Linked DNA regions of Gossypium hirsutum: region 1 is linked to region 2. Evidence: chromatin contacts called from public Hi-C data. All regions are on one chromosome and are shown on one strand. The core of a region is the stretch at or near the end of the contact, and the rest is flanking DNA. Distances in the headings are between cores, read along the strand shown. Region 1 holds the start of LOC107915526 (small subunit processome component 20 homolog). Region 2 holds the start of LOC107915113 (splicing regulatory glutamine/lysine-rich protein 1).

Evidence for each region. Hi-C and Micro-C count contacts between places; a contact is called where the count stands out from the background.
Region 1: a contact with region 2 is called in a Hi-C map of seedling, with 2.0 times the contacts expected there. The contact joins the promoter of LOC107915526 here to the promoter of LOC107915113 in region 2. A contact is called at or near these places in 6 of 34 Hi-C or Micro-C datasets (callus, fibers, hypocotyl and 2 more).

What each region holds. Positions count from the first base shown.
Region 1 is chrA10:72,232,870-72,235,961 of Gossypium_hirsutum_v2.1, reverse strand. It overlaps LOC107915526 (small subunit processome component 20 homolog), which reads right to left and starts at 1,521. Exons shown (of 31, transcript XM_041079170.1): 1 at 1,202-1,521; 2 at 986-1,108; 3 at 571-728. The coding sequence starts at 1,270.
Region 2 is chrA10:72,085,274-72,088,421 of Gossypium_hirsutum_v2.1, reverse strand. LOC107915113 (splicing regulatory glutamine/lysine-rich protein 1) reads left to right here and starts at 1,444. Exons shown (of 4, transcript XM_016844255.2): 1 at 1,444-1,917; 2 at 2,254-3,148. The coding sequence starts at 3,098.

The sequences.
Region 1 (3,092 bases), core at 272-2,771, 150 kb before region 2:
GTCAGGCAAGCTATTTTAGCGTGTATCGCCTTACAAAAAGAACAAGGCACACCAGATGTGTGCCTTGTCAAATGCAACTTGCTCAAACGAGTCTAAGATGTTTTTATTGTCTGGTACAGGCACAACTAAACAACACTAGATACACCAGCAGACGAACTCAACTAAAAAGAAGTGGAAGTGAAAGCTGTTGCAAGGCAACCCAAAACTCAAGTAATTATTGAACTCAAGTAATTATTGAACCATCAAGCAGATGCCATAAATTTTCACAGCAATATGAGCTTATTCTATTTTTTTTTGTTTAAGACAGGATATAACATGTTATCGGCAAACTTTGCCACTGAGGCAGTCCTTTTTTTATGCTAGATCAATATTCTCTACAGTACTGTTGCACTAATAAAATTTAGAGAGTTAATTTGATGAGATTACAGAAAAGATTTTATGGCTATTTATCTCTTCCAACACACAACTGATTTGTCAGCCATTTTATTTGAAGGAAACATTACAAAAAACCGCAACCAAGCTTATAGCAAACCAAAGGATAAAACTTAATCAAACATTAAACTTGCACACCTGAGTATAGGCTCGAGAGATAATCTCGCTTTCATTTGTAAGCGGGATATAAGTTTATCAAATATCAAGTCCTTGTGCAAGAGTACCGAGGGTAAGGTCTGTACAAGAGGCATCGTTTCCACATAAAATGAAATGAAATCCTCTGCTGTATTCAATTCCTGCATTAAATACAAAAAAAAAATGAAGAACAATGAAAGCAAAGAAAAATTAAAGACCGCCTAAAATAAAATTGTAATAGACCGTGTTAAAGAGCCAATTTCCACTGTTTCGGAAGTGATAATCCAAGAAGGCTCCCAAAAAAGCAATGAAGTAGCTAATTGAATTCAATTCTTAAAATATATATATAAAAAAAAGGGTTTTAACAAGGTAAAGAAGTTAAAAAGAAAAAAAAAAGTTTATGAAATTAAACAAATACCCTCCACTCGATAAGGCAATCACAAAGGAAAGTTGAACCTTGAGAGGGCTCTGACTTGATTTTTTCTAGGCTTCTAAATACATTAATATCAATATCATCTATTCTCTGAGAGAAAGTCTTGAACTGCAATTAACATAAAGAAAGAAACAAAGTAAGAGTTCGAAAAGGAACTGAAAGGGAAAAAAAAGGGAAAGAGAAAGAGATTAAAGATCATACAACAAAGCGCCTACGACCCTCAGATTTATTGAGCGACTTGACAGCTTGAGCATGCGAGGGTGTTGCCATTGAAGATACAAATGGAAAAGAAAAAAAAAGATGTTGGTTTCTTTGTCTGAATAAGATAATCAAGGGTTTTCCAGAGAAAAATTAGAACTTGTGCTGTTGTGCTGTTCGTCTTTGCAGGGTTTTACAAGGGTTTAACAGAACTGTCCTCTCCTCTGTTTATTTTCTTTCTTTTGAGCAAACGAGGCCGCCGCTTCTTCGAGTCTCAGAAAACCTAGTCACGAACCAGCGCCAGTTTTTTAAAGTAATGTTCCGCCTATTTTCTTCATAAATTGAATTTATTAAAACAGATTTAAATTATTATCTCAACCTATATAACTTACACTGTTTTTATATGAAATCAATAACATCTCTTTCAAACTTTAAACACATTTCTATTCAAACTTTCTTTAAAAATTACACTCAATCAATTGGATAGTTAAATTTTAAAAATAAAAAAAAAAATATTTTTAAACTTTTCCAAATACAGTAACTAGGTCTTCACTTTTTTACCACTCAATTGAGTATTTTAAATTCTCAATATGCATCAAAAAAATATTTTGAACTTAAATTTTAAAAATTGACCCTTAATTGTCTTTAATTTTTTTCAAGCCATTTGTGTCACAATCATAATATGATATGTGGCAAAAAAAATATAAAAATTATAAAAATTATTAAATTTTAATAAAAGTTATTTAAATTTTATTAAAAAATATAAAATGTATCAAAAAGGCTCTTTAATCATTTAACTTTAACTGTTGTCTGTTAAAGTTAACCACCCTCAACTTTTTACAATTAAAGCAATCACGTACCGTAACACAACATGACATGTGGCGAAAAATAATAAAAATAAAAATCAATAAAAGTCATAAAAAATTATAAAATACTTCTTTTGGTACTATAATCTTTATAATTTTTTTATAAATTTTATATTTCTTTACATTTTTTGTAATTTTCTTACGACTTTATAAATTTTATAATTTTTTCTATATTTCTATATATTTTATGATTTTTTTATGATTTTTTATACTTTTTTCTAATTTTTAATAAATTTTAAATGTTTTTTATATATTTTAAAATTTAATAATTTTTATAACTTTTATTGATTTTTATTTTTATTTTTACCATTTTTTGTCATATGTCATGTCGTGGTTGCGACACGTGGTAATTTTAATTGAAAAAATTAGGGGAGGTTAAATTTAACGGTCAAACGGCCTTTTTGATGTATTTTAGCAATTTAAGTACCCATTTGTTTTTTAAACAATTTGAGAATATTTTTTGATACATTTTCAAAGTTCAAGTACACAATTGAGCGCAAAAAAATAGTAGTTTAATTACTTTTTTTTGAAAAAATTTAACAGTTTTTTACACCCTTAAGCCTTTTTATTTATTTCTTACAATAAATATATTCTTTACATAATTTTTATTATTCATTTATGTGAGTGACATAATCAAAATCATGTTTAAGTTATTTATTAAGTTAATATCATAAGTCAATTAAATTTTGATGCAAGTAGAAAAGGACTAAAAATTGTTTCTATGAAAAAAAACATATCAATTTTTTTATTACAAAAGTAAGGACAAGGCCCTGAAGAAGTAGAAAACTGATGAATGCAACCTCTTAAGTAGGTAATCCTTTGCATTTTAACCACAACAGTACTTTTTATAATGACAAGCTTAATATCAAATGTTGCCTTCTATTATTTGTGATACAGCCTCTAGATCTCAAAGGAATTAAGGCATCAATCTTTCAAGTGGTCTAATCATTAAAAGTAAAGTTTCTCAAATAAAGATCAAGTTGAAGATGCTTTTGCAATAAATGCTCAAATATAGGGAATATTCATTG
Region 2 (3,148 bases), core at 195-2,694:
AATACTTAAGTGAATTGAAAAAATATATTGCAAAGTAATGACATTATGTAAAACATTATATTAATTTATTCACTTGATGAGATTATTGTTATTAGATTATAACATATACACTATGTAAGTGAATAATATTTATATAATAAATACTTATTAAAATTTAATGTAACAAATAAATAGAGTATAGGTTGAAATGATAAAGTTAATATATTAAAAATTGTGTTTTAAGTATAAATCAAACATGTTGTATATTTTTTTAGATTTTACCTAAAATATAAAATGATAGATATATCCTCATAGTATATATTTTTTTTAATTTTACAAATAGATCTGGATTCAATTGATGAGTGCCATTAACTATAAATTATTATTGTTGAGATTAATTAAATCATAAATTATAATTGATATCAAAATTTTACTTTTTAAAACAAAAAAAATTACTTTAAATTTTAAGTGCAAAAGTTACACTTTTATGAATTTCATATGATGATTTGATAGTTAAAAATATTCACTACCCTAAATGTGACCTAGGTTTGAGTCGTGTTAATTGCGTGATTATTTAAACTTTACCTTATTATTGTAATTTACTAAAAAAATATTGTAATTTACCAAAAAAATATCTTTTTATGTAGATTTAGAGGCATGTATAATTTCTTCTTATAATTTTAATATACTGATGGATATTGTATTAAAAGTAAAATAGTAATTTAAAAGAAAGTTAATGATTACTGAAACCATCCACTCTACATTCCACCTCCATTAAAAAAAAAAAGTGACTAGACTTAGTATTACAATCTCAAATCCAAATTTAGATTCAACAATATTATCCTCAAATATTCCAACTTAACAAGTAAATAAGTTAGACATAAAAATAAAATCAAATATCCAAATTCGAACCCATTATTTATAATAATAAAAGATTCAAGAAATAAATTCAAACATAAAAATAAAAATCAATATATTCCAAATTCACTGCTTAAAATATCTAAATTAATAATAATAAAAAAAAACGCAAATCCAAAATGAATAAATCTCATTTGCAGTATCTACTATCATTGATGGTGAGATGAAATCTTTCCCATAAAAGAGTACACCATATTAGGTACAACACACAGGTTTTTTTTTTTTTTAATTTTTACATCTTATATTTATTTTATAATTTATGATTAGAAAGTGATAATATATAATTTGTTTCTTAAATTTATTTATTTGTAATACTTAATTTTTTTGAATTTAATTGATCATTAAATTTATATTGCATCAATCAAGTTAATACCTTTATACTATAAAAATCTCTTAAAACTTCACCTGATAAACATAAATATAATTTTTATTTTTTAAAAAAAATTATATTTATCATCATACTCAATCAATACAAACTAAACGGTAGTATTCTAAGCGAGTGTAATCTAATGTAATCTTTAACTTGTAAGCGTCTAACAATCGATTTGGGCCTTTTATCGGCCTCTAACTCTATATCTTTTTCTTTTCTCTTTTTTTTCCCCTTCCCTTCCCTTCCCTTCCCTTCCCTTCTCTTTGTTTGGTTTTTAATTTTCTTTTCTCATTTTATGTATATATATTTTCTCTCTCTCTCGCGTGTAACTTCCGAACGAAATCATAGTAAGGCCCTTGTTGTTGCAAAACAAGCTTTTCTCACTCTCTCTCTTTTGGTCTTTCCATCCATATCTTTCTTAAATATACCCAGACCCCTTCAAAAAACCTAAAACAATATTAATCATATGACTGCAAAACAAGATTGAAACTGATATAAAACTTTGCTTACTTCTTCTTTCTATCTATCTATTTCCTTTTAACTCTATATTTCTATAATCTAATCTTTTATTAATCTGACAAACAAACAAACAAACCAACAAGGATCTATTTATTCTTCCTTTCTACAATGCCCACTTTGTTGCGGGCAAGGTAATTATTAATCTTCCCATTTATCTTCAGTATTTCAATGTTGTTTTTTGTTTTTCAAAAGTTGGTTTTTCTCTCCTTTTCTGAAAAAAAAACAAACAAAACAGAATTTACGTTTTGAATCAAATCTTTCCTTTTCGCTTTTTGATCGATACCCATTTACCCTAAGGTTCTCGGAGCAAAAGTGTTTCCTTTTTTATAAATTTTCTTGTTTTTTCGAGATTTCTTTTTGTTTAATCGTTGTTGGATAAAATTTGGGTTTCCATGATTTTTGCTTCTTAATGGGTACTTAATTTTTTACTCAGTAGAAGTTTTTGTTTCATGGGTTTTCTTTTTTAGGGTTTTCATGCGGATCGACAGATTGGGGAAATTTCCTAAATTGGGAACTGATTAGGGTTCCGATCAGAGTAGAAATGGGCTCAAGCTCCAGTATTTGGTTTGTCGGATTGAAGAGTTATTTGCCTCAAACTTTGGTTTTTGAACAGATTGCTTAAGAAAAATGGTGATTGCTAGGCTTTTGGGCATGGAAGAAGATTGCTTTCTTATGGAATTGTGTATACAGTGATTAGACAAGCTTGAATATTTTTACCTGTTTTAGACAAAAGTGTGTTAGAGTTTTCAGTATTTTTATGTGTTTGATCTCAATTGGGGGATGGTTTTGGTATTGGATTATTATTGGAGGGAGGAGGTGATGATTCCTTATTGTCCGGGAAGACACCATAGAAGGTCAGATTGTACTGGACCATTTTTGTTTCTAAGAAAACCGTTTGGGTTAACATAACTTTGGAGCTAGAATTCTTGATCAAAAGAGCATTTCTTGAAGTTAGCTTTCTATTTCGGGCATTGTTGAAGTAGCTTAGTTTAAGATTATTGTAGGGTTTAGTAAGTGATCCTGGACTTGCAGTGGCATTTTTTGCAGTTGAAGTGATTTCTTTAGTGGTTGGTAGTTGACTTGGGGTTACCTTTGAGGTTAGAGTGATTAAGGGGCGTGGTGGGTTTTAGGAACTTTTTGAGCTGTTAAGAGTGATAGGACTCATGGAGGAACATTGAAGCTGGAAATGTGTGCAGGGATACGGAGCATAGTTTCTGGTTGTTCCCTTTCTGGAACATTGCTTCTGGAAGATAATTCAAGTGCTTTGGCTTTCGGAAGGCATCCGTGTATTGGTTTCTGAACTTCTGTGAAATGTCGCGTAGCTTTCCCTTCCCACCACCAGGATATGAAAAGAAGGCTAGG